3 separate regions of the Mus musculus genome follow, and regions 1 and 3 are each linked to region 2. Evidence: chromatin contacts called from public promoter capture Hi-C data. All regions are on one chromosome and are shown on one strand. Each heading gives the region's core, a stretch centred on a gene start, on an enhancer-like site or on the middle of the called end of the contact. The rest is flanking DNA. Distances are from core to core; before and after follow the strand shown.

Region 1 (3,950 bases), core at 478-2,977, 89 kb before region 2:
TGAATGGAGAAAATGGAGAGCCAAGCCATCTCAAGGTGTAAAAGCATGAATACAAAATAAGAAAACTGAAGACAACATTTGTGAAATTACTGGGCTCAAGTCGGCAAGATAGCTCAGCAGGTAAAGGTAAAGAGGAGCCGAGTCCCCAAGACTCACTTGGTGGAAGAAGAGAAGCAACTCCTATAAAGACATTATTCTGATACACACACACACACACACACACACACACACACACACACACTGATTAGGGTTGTGAAGGCTCCCTTCTGCTCTGACATCCTGTCATCTTGAACCTATCCGTTGTCACCCTAACAGTATCCAATGGATGTGGAGAGTGTGGATGCTTTCTGGAGGGGAGGAGAGCATGGTGCAATTTCCTGTCTCCCTGTAGAACAGTGAGAACCCTCCCCCAGCCCCGCCCCACCTGCCCTCACTGTTACTGAACCCCAAAGAAATCAGCAGCCCTTCCATCTTAAACTTCTGCTGAGTTGCAAATCCCGGACGGAACAGGCAGCGTCTTAACTCCATAGGTCTTAAAAGTCTGATTTTTCTGTAATTGTTATCAGCACTCCATCACCTTTGGGTACGTGGCTGCAAAGACTCACTCCCAGGGCCCAGAAGCAGAAAGTGCAAGTGGAGTGCGTGCCTGTGAGCAAAGCTGTGGAGGTGTGCTGAGGAGAAAAGGGTAAAATAAAAAGTAATCAATCAATCGCTATGTAAATAAATAAATAAATAAATAAATACCCTGCTTCACACAGCACATACCAAAACCTGGGTCAGTGATCCGTAATGTTCCCTCGAAGAAGACAAATGCCGACAATTCAACAGGAAAAAGAAGGTGGTTTGTCCCAGAAAAAGGAAACATAAATTATCAAAAAGGAGATGCTAGGCCAATAGCAGTGGTGTTAACCTGTCATGGCAGGGACTGGGAAACTCAAGTGGGAGGGTCACAAGTTCCATTCCAGCCTGGACAACACAACGTGACCTGACCTCAAAGGAAAAGCATGAGGGGCTGGAGAGATGGTTCGACAGTTGAGAGCACTGGCTGCTCTTTCAGGAGACCAGGGTTCGATTCTCAGTATCCACAAGGCTGGCAGTTCACAACCATCCCAACTCCAGTTCCTGAGGACCCAGTGCCCTCTACTGAAATATGTAGGTACTGTGTGCCATGTACATGGCTGCACAAGATATACAGGCAGTCAAAACACCCACGCACATAAAGTATAAATGAAAGAAAAGAATAGGTCCTTCTCTGATCTCCTTCAAGGGAATGGAAGCTCTCTGGAGGACAATCTAGCAGTACCTATTAAAATAACAAATTCACAAAGGTTTGACTCAGCAACTCAGCTCCTGAGAATTCATCCAAGAAATGTGCAGTGTGAAATGAAGTTTCTAGAGTAACGATGACATTGATTTTACAAAAGCAGAAACAATAAGAGTCTGGTAGGCTAGTTATTACATAGCCACAAAGTGGAATACTACACAGCTCTGAGCATGAATTAGGCAGCACTGCACATACTGAAGTAGACTGAAATATATTGTTCGGTGCAAAGAACAAGGTACAGGATACGTAGTGTCTCCTGTTTAGGTGTTCTATTGCTACACAACTTAATGGCTTGTACTGACAGCTCAGTTTCTCACCCTGGATGAGAGTCAGTGGGAACAGCCCATCCCTGCCATCATGTGTGGTGACCTGAACCTCACTGGGGCTGGAGAATAACAGCTCACTCTTCACATGCCTGCTAACCTGGGCCTCGCTGCCAGCTGGAAGGTCAGCTGGAGTTGGCAGACTGGTCCAGTTTGCCACATAGCTTTTCCTTATGGTTAGGTAGCGGATTCCGGTGTCACGGTGGCAATCATTCCCTGAGAACAAGTCTCAGCGTGTAAGCACTGTTAAATCCCTGGCGGTCGGTGTCAGTAACAATGCCCAACAGTTGGGCTGGGAGGGAATAAACACAGGGCTTGAATAAAACCACGCGAGGCAAGAGACCGTTAGGCAGGCGGGTTATCCTTAGGGAAAAGCCTAAGGAACCAATGTGGTGTGAAGAGGATGGGCAGCTGAGGGACCAGACTGCCCAGGAATAAAGAAGTCATTTTTACTACACAATTGCATATGAGTTACCATTCTGAACACTAATTGATTTAAAAGTTAAAACGGTATGAAGGCAACAGAGGCCTGGGATGATGGCTTGACCGGGGGTCGGCAATGATTAACACCGATTCAAAGGAAAAGAAATCAAGGGTAGAAGAAAAACTAAGAATCGACTGAAGAGCATTTGCTTGCATCTAGCATCACAGAAAATAGAAAACTGCCTCCTTGTGGCAAGACACAGCCCTTCAACCATCTAATGTTCTAGAAGAAAATTCTATAGATTTTTTTTTCCTCTACTACCCACCCTCCATGAGCTGGTTCTAGCTCTGCCTGTGATATCCCAAAGTCAGGCCTCGGCGCCAGAGCTCTCGATCTCTGTCCAGCTGATTCTACATATTCCTGGCAAAGGATTTGTGGAAGTGTTAGAGGAAATTGATCAGTGGCAGACAATACTCAGTGCTCAGCCTGTTCTAGACAGGCAGGCTTTCTGCAACAGGCACTTACGAGACAAAGCTTTTCAAAGGACAGTTACGAAACAACCATCAAGAGTCTCCTTTGCCTCTCTGTTGCAGAACTGAGTGAACCTTGGCCCTCCTGTGTGAACACTCTACCACAGAGCCACACCGCAGCGAGAACAATCTGTCAACAGTCACATGGGGTGTTTGGATCGCTTTCGGTGTGGACAAGTGGTGTGTGCATGTTCTCAGCTCCATTCTTTAGCACTGTGTTTGCAGAGAGAGTAAAAAGGAACTCTCCTGCTCGGGTTTATATTAAAAATCAACACAGCTTACACTGCAAGCTCTGAAAAAGAATCCTCGAGTTAGCAGGCTGGGGTTGAAAGTGCTGGGGAAAGGCCTGTAGGCGCCTCTGCTTCATCCCATTGCGCCTCAGGGCACCATCCTTCAGAACATCTGGGGACTTTTTCCTGCAGATCCTCCATCAGTTGAGAAGGAACGCCTGCTGGCTTCTGACAGAAGCTCCCATTTGTTCTCTGTTGTTTGAAGCAGGTGTCATTGTTGTAGCCCAGAGCAACAGCCACTCTGGGAAAGCGACAGATGCGCTACTTGGTCCAGCCTCACCTCAGAATTCTCTGGACATCAGATTCAACAGGCAGGAAGATGAAAATGATTGCCACACTCAAAGCATCTCACACAGGGCCAGGGGTACGGCTCTGCTTTGGGGGGAGCGGGGAAGGAAAAAACGGATCTCATCCAAATTATCCCAGGTATCCAGACAGACAGGTGTTACTCTCTTAATGGTCCCAATGTGGGAGAACTGATGTCTCTATGTTGAGCCACTCAAGCATACAGGAATATACGCCTATGCATTAGCACATACGGTTTGAGGTTTATCTTTAAGTGTTCTAATGTTTTTAATTATATATTTTGAAACTTAAAAATTTTAATTTAAAAAATAAATGTTATGTTTGTGTGTGTATGTGGCTTGTGTGTGTGCGTTTGTGACGTGTGTGTGTGTGTGTGTGTGTGTGGCTTGTGTGTGTGCGTTTGTGACGTGTGTGTGTGTGTGTGTGGTGTTTTGTGTGTACATGCTTCCCTATGCATGTGCATGAAGAGGTCACTGAACTTCAAGGGTCTCTATTGCTCTTGTCCTTATTTGAGACCTGAGCCTGGAGCCTGCCTTTCATCAAGCTGCCCGGAGAACCCTCAGGAAGTGTCTTTCTTCACCCTGAGTGCTGGGGTTACAGTGGCTATCGATGTCCAGTTTTACAAGAGTGCTGAGGACGCGAGCTTAGGCCCTTACGCCTGCGCAGCAAGTTCCTTACGCATTAAGCCATCTCCCCTGCCCAAGTGAGTAAAATTAATTAATAAATAGAGTTAGCAAACTTTCTCTTGTCTCT
Region 2 (4,066 bases), core at 817-3,316:
GAGGAGAGCAGGCCAAGAGAATGAATGCAATACATGTTCCTGGGAGGGTTTCAAGGGGATGAAAGAAGAGAGCATCAGGTGAACCTGAAAATGCACAACTGTGAAAAAGGTATTTGCTTTCATGCTATAGCAAGATTATGGGGGCTGCCTGCCTGCTCAGAGGAGAAGAGGAAGGGGGACAGGAGAAGGACTGTGGTGACCGGGAAGAGGGCAGTGAGCAAGATATAAAGTGAATAAGTAAAGATAAATAAATAAACAAACATAGAAAAATATGGGGGGGGGGGGGCTGGAGGGACGACTCAGTGCCCACTGTTGGAGCAGAAGGCCTAGGTTCAGTTCTTAGCACCCATCAGGTGACTCGGAACTGCCTGTAAATTAAGTTCTGGGGCTTCCAATGCTGCCTGGCCTCTGCAGGTGCTTGCAGTCACAAGGTGCCCATAAATTCACACAGGCACACGTGTATATATGCATAATAAACAAACAAACAAAATTTAAAGCTAGATATACCACTTAAAGTTATCTAAAATTCAAACTTAACTTTACCTTTGTCAAACTGATTTCTTTTATGACACAGTGACTGCTTTCTGATTTATCTTTAGCCAAGTACACCTTCCCAAAGGTGCCTTCCCCAATGATCTTAATCAGGTGAAAGTTATCCATGGCTCCAGGCGTCAGAACTTCCTAAAATGAAGAATAAAACCTTGACTGCACAAGACAACTAGCCGGCAGAAGAGGGATGAAAAGCAAAGGAGCTGTTTGTTAAAACTTTCCACCCAGCGTTTCAGACACACCTAAGGAACTTCCTTCTGGCCACAAGTAACGCTGCGGAAAGGGGTTTAGTTTGGTGGATTCCAAGGTCACGCTGGGATCTTAGACAATTCACCACCTCACAAAGCCTTTCTTCTCTAGCGTCTGAAATGGAAAATTATTTGTGTTTGAAAGAAAGACATGTCGCTTGTCCGGGGTGGGTGGTTGTCTAAAAAGCGGTAAGTCTAAGGGCGAGGCACGCACAGTTCGGGTCTCAGTGGGGACGTGCTGCCTTCTACAGGGAAGCCAGGGAACTCTGTTGGTGTCTGGGGTTCTACGTTGTGGTATTTAAGATGTACTTGGGGCCTTAGGTACTACCTATGCCATCCAAAAGTTGTTGGTCACACACAACAAGGAATCACCAAAACGTCTCTGCAAACCTTATGTAAAGAAAAACCTAATTCGTAATTATCTACCTCTAGAACCAAACTATCACATCTATCTAAGAGGGATTAACTAGTACTTCCTAGGAATAGAAACCGAGGCTTGGTTGGGTCTGGGCATTCTCCAATGAATTGCGCTCCAATTTGGAAAAATACCCCATCTACTGGCTGGCTGTAGGGCTGCAGTCAGTGGGAGATCCAGAGTTCTAGCAACCGCAGTCAGGTGACTGTCCTGGCAACGGGCTCCAGGAGTTTACAGGTGGACTACGCACTCCATTGTAGGTTGCTTTCCTGTTTCCCTTTTATGCCACAGTCAGGGCATAAAGGTTTTTTTTTTTTTTTTTTTTTTTTTTTTTTTTTTTTGCTGTACTGGGAAGCGAACCCAGGACTGCATACATGCAGGGTAGGCATCCTACTATTGAGCTTATTCTTTTGGGAAACCATTATTGAAACAGGTCTAAGCTGTTCACGTAGGCCTTGAGTTTGTCACCCTCCTGCCTCAGGCACAATGCAGACTTCTAAAGCCTTGGGTGGTCAACTATAGGTTGTTTTCCTATAATTTCAAGACGGGGACTTCTAAGTTGTCAGCGTAGGGCAACAGCCAGCATGTGGGCGGGAGACCAGAGTTCAGAACTTTTGTAGCTTGTGCGTTGTCATGGAAACCGACGCAGCCCAGTGAGCGGGGCTTCCTAGTTGCCGCCCTGTTTACTCCTGCCTAGATTCCCATTTCTCTCCCCTCAGCTTCGAGGGGCCCGCGACAGCTCCGGAAAAATGAACACATTGGGCTCAGCTTACCTGCTCGGCGGGCGTTAAGCAGTGAGCATGGAAGAATCGGTGCTCCAGCCGCTAAGCCTCCCAGACGCAGGGGCAGGGCCACCCTCGCCCGGGGGAGAGAGAGGGGGAAGTGGGCGGAGTGCTGGGCGGGAGCAGAGGAGAACCCCAGGGCTCATTTCCAGGTACCCCGGGTCTTCCCGCTCCTCCGCTCTATAATAAATAAGTCAGAGGTGGGACAAGCACACTTTTATTGGTCTGAGAGTTGGCAACCTGTAGCTTGGTGTCTGAGGATGCAGGAGGAGGCGGGACAAAGTCTGAGAAGGTTTTGTAGTGGAGAGTAGGGAATGGGAGAAATCACTCCAAGGGCAAACTTTCCCAAAACTGCGGGGTGGAAGATATGTCAGATTCTTGTTGCAGCCTTCGGGTTCCAGGGAGTGTGCTGGGGTGGCCATTTTCCAGAATTCTATGAACAGCATTTTTTTTTTTAAAGCCTCGGACCTGTTTTCTGGGTGGCCTTTTGCGCACGGAGTTAGGGGCAACTTTCCTAAGGTCCCCAGCATGCTAAGCAGTGTACAGCTGTAACATACTCCCAGGAGGAAGCATGTTTCTCATGCAAGGTCTTTTTTTTTTTTCTTAAAGAATTACTAATTTTACATAAATGAGCACACTGTTGCTGTCTTCAGACACACCAGAAGAGGGCATCAGATCTCATTACAGATGGTTGTGAGACACCATGTGGTTGCTGGGAATTGAACTCAGGACCTCTGGAAGAGCAGTCAGTGCTACTAATTGCTGAGCCATCTCTCTAGCTCTCATGCGAGGTCTTAATTACTGCTGAAAGGTGTATGTCAGAAAAGAACCTGGGTCCACTAACAAACCCCAGGTGCTGCCCAGTGATCTGCAACCTAGCATTTCCTGAGAGTCACGTTGCAATAGGTTACCTGTGGGAATATATAACTTTCGGGGTGGTACTCACACAGCAAGATAGCTATATCCAGTGGAATCTAAAACCCGTAACCATTTCATACCCCCCCCCCCCCGTTATCCAGCCCCCTCCACAAAAAAGCTCACTTCTCTAAAAGCGGACATCACACCTTTTTTTTCCCCCTCTTTTATCTACATTCTACTTCCTGGGACAGAATTTTATAAAAATGTAATCCTCTTAATGTTTGAAATTCTTACTGATTCCCATGTTCCGAAAGAATCGTATAACTGGAAATTAGTATTTCCTGACTACAGCATTTGTTTTGTTTTATAGTAGTATGCTACTGATTGAAATAAAATTTTAAAATCAAATTATCTTGGAAATTAATTCCTTAAAAATCTAATGGGTTCCACATGGGCAACAGTGGACTTCTTAGAACAGATGAAGTGTTGTTGTTGTTGTTGTTGTTGTTGTTGTTTCCCCCCCTGTAGACAGGGTTTCAGTATGTACCCCTGGTTGGCCTGGAACTCAGAGAGGTCCAGATGCCTGCCTCTGCCTCCTGCTGAAACTAAAGATGTGTGTTACACCCAATCCCCTTTCTTTTTAAAAAGCTACCAGGGCTGGCAGATCTCACCCAAAGAAGCAAACACAAGGAAGTTTGGTTTAAAATAGAAATCATCTGATTTTCAAGAGGATTCGCAATCTGACTTACTCTCAGCGGGAAGATACACAAGTGATCTCAAGTTTGCTTTGTCTGATGGGCTGTGATGTCTGTATCTGGCGATTAGAGCGGACAGAGGCGCGGAGGGTGACGTCTATGGAAGTTGAGTGTCTTGGAAATACTAATGGAGATGGATGCTTTCTTGAGCATGTAACATCATCGGGAGAGCGTGGAGACAATGTTTAAGGGACTGACCTAGGAAGGGTGATGACAGCAACAGAGGCCACGCACAAGCTCTGCACTCTGGATGCTAACTTGTTCCTCAGAGCATTGAGGGTGAACGATTTGGACACTGCTCTGGACGTGTACTGGTCTGAACAACCAAGCAGGTGGTCGCAAGCCATGTTCCTCACCATCAGGGAAAGCAGACATAGAAAAAGAGCAAGAAGAGACACCTGAATTACTCCGTGACTTCTGTATGAGGCAGTGCTTGACTCAATACATACACATGGGGAT
Region 3 (4,045 bases), core at 1,410-3,909, 100 kb after region 2:
TGATGTGAAATCGTTATGATTTCCAGATCATTGCTTATTAAAGTAAAGAACATTTGTATACAGGTGGTTATTAAGAGTATACATTTTATAGTTGCACAGGTCACTAGAATATTCGCTGACTCACAAAGAGTTCAGTGAGTAGGGGAACTTGGCCCTGCACATGCTAGGTTAAGTGCGCTTCCACTGAGCTATCTTCCTAGCCAGCATTCAGTGTATGGTGAAAGCCAGTTTGAGTTCAGTCCTGAGGTCCTACCACTGTCCTTCCTCTGATGTTACCTTTATTTCAGAAAAGATTTATATCATGTTTGTCTCATAAAGACAGTAATACAGGGTCTTTGTTGGTGTTTCTATTGCCATGACCAAAAGCAGTGTGGGAAGAAAAGGGCTTATTTCAGTACAGTCCATCACTGAGGTAAATCATAGCAGGAATCTGGAGGCAGGAGCTGATGCAAAGCCACGGAGGGTGCTGCTTACTGGCTTGCTCAGTCTGCTGTTTCATAGTACCCAGACCCATCAGCCTAGGGATAGCCCCACCCACAATGGGCCCATCAATCACTAATTAAGGAAATGAGCTATATAGGCTTGCCTATAGTGTGATTTTTATGGAAGCATTTTTTTTTAATTGAGGTTTCAGATGACTCTAGCTTGTGTTAAGATGACATAAAACTAGCCAGGATAGTCAGTTTCTCATGAACTATAATTTAAAATGATGAGACATTTCAATAAGGCTGATACATTTTTTAAAGGATTTTTTATTACATTTTGTTTTTTTAACATTTCAAATGTTATCCCCTTTCCTGGTTTCCCCTCTGAAAACCCCCACCCCTTTCCCCCTCTCCCTGCTCACCAACCCACCCAATCCCGCTTCCTGGCCCTGGCATTCCCCTACACTGGGGTATAGAACCTTCACAGGACCAAAGGCCTCTCCTCCCATTGATAACCGACTAGACCATCCTCTGCTACATATGCGGCTAGAGCCATGAGTCCCAACCATGTGTTTTCTTTGGTTGGTGGTTTAGTCCCAGAGAACTCTGGAGGGTACTGGTTAGTTCATATTGTTCTTCCTATAGGGTTGCAGACCCCTTCCGCTCCTTGGGTACTTTCTCTAGCTCCTTCATTGGGGACCCCGTGCTCCGTCCAATGGATGGTTGTGAGCATCCACCTCTGTATTTGTCAGGCACTGCAGAGCCTCTCAGGAGACAAGGCTGCTATTTTTAAAATGCATGTAAGATTTAAGTCTCACAACCAAAAAGTGACCTTTTTTTGGTGAGAGTGTCCTTGGGAAGGTTAATACAGAGCAAGGTGCCTTTTGTGTTTCACTGACTCCCCACAAAACTTTAACTGCTATATTCCTTTTATTGCAGAGGAAAGCTGGGATTGGGCAACTCAGGGCTACCTGGAATCACCAAGTGCGACCATAAGACTTTACCCGCTGAACTCTACACAGGCGCTTCCATTGAGATTTTTTTAAATTGCATTTTGTTTTTTGTTTTCAAAACCAATAGTCCCAGGAACTATCTGATGTTCATATGGCAGGCACGAATTTGAAAGGGATCCTACCTTGAGCTGATGAATGACAGAGCAGATCGTATTGACGGCAGTGAGAACTTCCTTGGTCACTTGGTTGATTACTCCCTAGAAAAACTTGACCTTTGATGGCATCTAAGTGACTGCGCTGTCTTTTAAGATCAACTTTCTGCAACTGGCATAATCTCCAAACTTGAGGCGAAATTTACAAGCCAACCATTGGCTCCCCCTCACCAACTTGCTAAGCAAGAGCTCCGCTGCTGCTCTGTATGTAGTGCCTCGCCCACAGTCTGCCTCCAGGAACAGGCTCTCGTTTGTACAGTCCAGGCTGACCAGGTATGTGAAATCCTGTTTCCCCAGTTCCTGAGATTACAGGCACATGCCCCACATCCAGTCTCATGGGTCTGACACATGCACAGTAAATCCACACAACTCGGTCCTAACATGCTTCACTCCTCGAGAGTTTCCTGGTACCTCTTGCTGGGTGCTGGCCATCTAGAGGCTATGCTGATTTCTATTACTAAATTTGTCTGTTAAGTGGTTGTTACACGCAAAAGAAAGCTCACTGCACAGCGCTGGATGGCAAGTGCAGCTGTTAAACCACGTGAAACGTAGCCTCCGGTTCTTTCAGAAAGAAAATACTTGTAGAATAGACTTTTTTAAATGTTTATTTTTAAAATGTTTAATTAACCAAGTTTTGCTCCAGAGGAAGAGAAAGGAAAATGCGCTTTATCTGAAGTATATTCCTTTCAAACTCCAGTGACATTTGGGGGAGCAAGTTTAGAAATTACCCATACCACTTTTTGGCTCTTCTTGTGATCACCCTCCAAAAGAAAATGACATGGGGGAGAAGTGAATGGTTTAAGTGCAAGGCTGCTGGCTCTCTCTTAAAGCACTGGGTCTTTGCAGCGGGAAGTGGACTGTGGGTGTAAATACGTGCTGCACTAGCAGCGACCACACCTCCTAGCAGGGCCTCTGGACCCAGAGTTTCCTGCAGGTTTCCTCTCCACAGGGCAAGCTAGGGGCGGGCAGGAAAGGAAGATGCGCTGCCCAGGAGTGGGAGCGGGGCGGACCTCTTGCGCTTGACCCCCGCCCTCTGAGAGCCCGCCTCGGGGCGTGGTCCCGGCAGCCTGGGAGCGTGCCGGAGCTCTGGACCCGGGCGGGCGTGCAGCTGCGGGACGGGAGATGCTCGGTCAGTCACCCTGTGGCCGCTGAGGCTCCCCTCTCACTTCCGCCGTGCCAGACAGACCCGACCCGAGGTAAGGATCCGAAGCTCAGGTGGCCCACCACCAGGGCGGGCACCTGGCGCAGGCGTGGCCGAATGACGGGACTCTCAAAGGCAGGAGTTCAGATTGGAACCTTTGGAAACTCAACGTTGCGACATACGTTTGTGGCTTTCCAAAAGTCTCTTTCTGGGATACTAACAATAAGCAATGACCTCAGTAACAAGTTTTATGCTGACTACCACTGGACTGGGTTTGCACCCGGGAACTTGAAGCACCTCTGGAAAGTGAGTTGGTAGGAGAGCAGGGCTTCACGGGGGACGCACAGCTCACCCCATGGTTGGGATAGAGAAAGCTTGTTCAGAAGCGCAGCTCTGGGATCCAGATTGCCTCCTAACAGACATTATTCCTGGATCTATACACAGAAGCCTTGCTTGTGAAATTACTTTGTTTCTCCTTCTATTCTTTTATTTTCCTCCTTTTATTCTTTAACGATGTCCTGTGGATATAAATTAATTTTCCTTTGTTGTCGGCTATGAATCATTTAGCTGCTTTCTGAAAAGCTTGGCTTTAAGGGGGGGAGGGGGTGATTCTGTTAGCCATTGAGAATATCCACACACACTTTTCTCCACTTTCTCGGCTGGGACTTTTACTGTTTTTCTTAGCTCCAAAGGTTCAAACCCAGGGTCTCTCACATGCTAGGCAAGTCCTCTACCACCCAAGCCCTATACAAAGCATTTCAAACATCTTGAAAATGTTCCCACTTTCCTACTTTCTTAAAATGATTCTCAGCACCAAACATTTTACTCAGCAACTACTCAGGGAATTGGGGACGTGGTGAAAAAAGGTAATAATCAGTAGTGCCCCCTCCCATTTTAGAGGCTTATTATAATCATCATCATAGTGCATGCCCTAATGCTCAGGTAGACTGCGTTCTATAATTCCATCTCTGTCCAGCTCTAAGTACAGATCATCACACAGGTCTGTATTTAACCACCCATCTTCATAAGCAAGAAAATGCAATCACAGAATCAGTGATGAGAAAGAGTTTTAAGAAGAATATTATCTCCGAGAAGCAAGCCATCCAAGAAAGCTGAGTTCACCTTTCCGGAGGCCGCTGCTAGGTGGTGTCCTATTATGTTGTCTAGGCTGGTCTCAGACTCCTAGGCTTAAGCCATCCTCCTGCCTCAGATTTTGGGGGGAGCTACAGATGCTGGGGCCACCATGGGATGCTTCCTCTGAGTCTTTCATCTGAAGTCTTAAAGTCGTGTTCCCCATCCAAATTCAAGGTAATG

The links. Promoter capture Hi-C pulls out the DNA fragments that hold promoters and counts their contacts. Capture Hi-C pulls out chosen DNA fragments and counts their contacts.
Region 1: a promoter capture Hi-C map of liver shows a contact between it and region 2, with 2.2 times the contacts expected there. The contact joins the enhancer-like site here to the promoter of Nek5 in region 2. A contact is called at or near these places in 6 of 39 promoter capture datasets (the 3T3-L1 cell line, embryonic stem cells, liver and 2 more), 2 of 115 datasets of contacts at active chromatin or transcription factors (both in embryonic stem cells) and 3 of 9 other capture datasets (adipose tissue, liver and pancreatic islet).
Region 3: a contact with region 2 is called in a promoter capture Hi-C map of adipose tissue. The contact joins the promoter of Thsd1 here to the promoter of Nek5 in region 2. A contact is called at or near these places in 1 of 484 Hi-C or Micro-C datasets (nephron progenitors) and 3 of 9 other capture datasets (adipose tissue, liver and pancreatic islet).

The regions. Positions count from the first base shown.
Region 1 is chr8:22,034,549-22,038,498 of GRCm38.p6, forward strand. The region is part of intron 1 of Atp7b (ATPase, Cu++ transporting, beta polypeptide); the gene reads right to left. Among named protein-coding and RNA genes, the nearest start is that of Atp7b, 24 kb to the right of the region's middle. Within about 2 kb of position 1,728, at least 3 of the 459 cell types and tissues checked have an H3K27ac peak or open chromatin away from gene starts, as enhancers often do. A contact at or near this core is called in liver, where this site is marked.
Region 2 is chr8:22,123,001-22,127,066 of GRCm38.p6, forward strand. Nek5 (NIMA (never in mitosis gene a)-related expressed kinase 5) reads right to left here and starts at 2,067. Exons shown (of 19, transcript NM_001347318.2): 1 at 1,986-2,067; 2 at 544-681. The coding sequence starts at 660.
Region 3 is chr8:22,224,644-22,228,688 of GRCm38.p6, forward strand. It overlaps Thsd1 (thrombospondin, type I, domain 1), which reads left to right and starts at 2,660. Exons shown (of 5, transcript NM_019576.2): 1 at 2,660-2,786.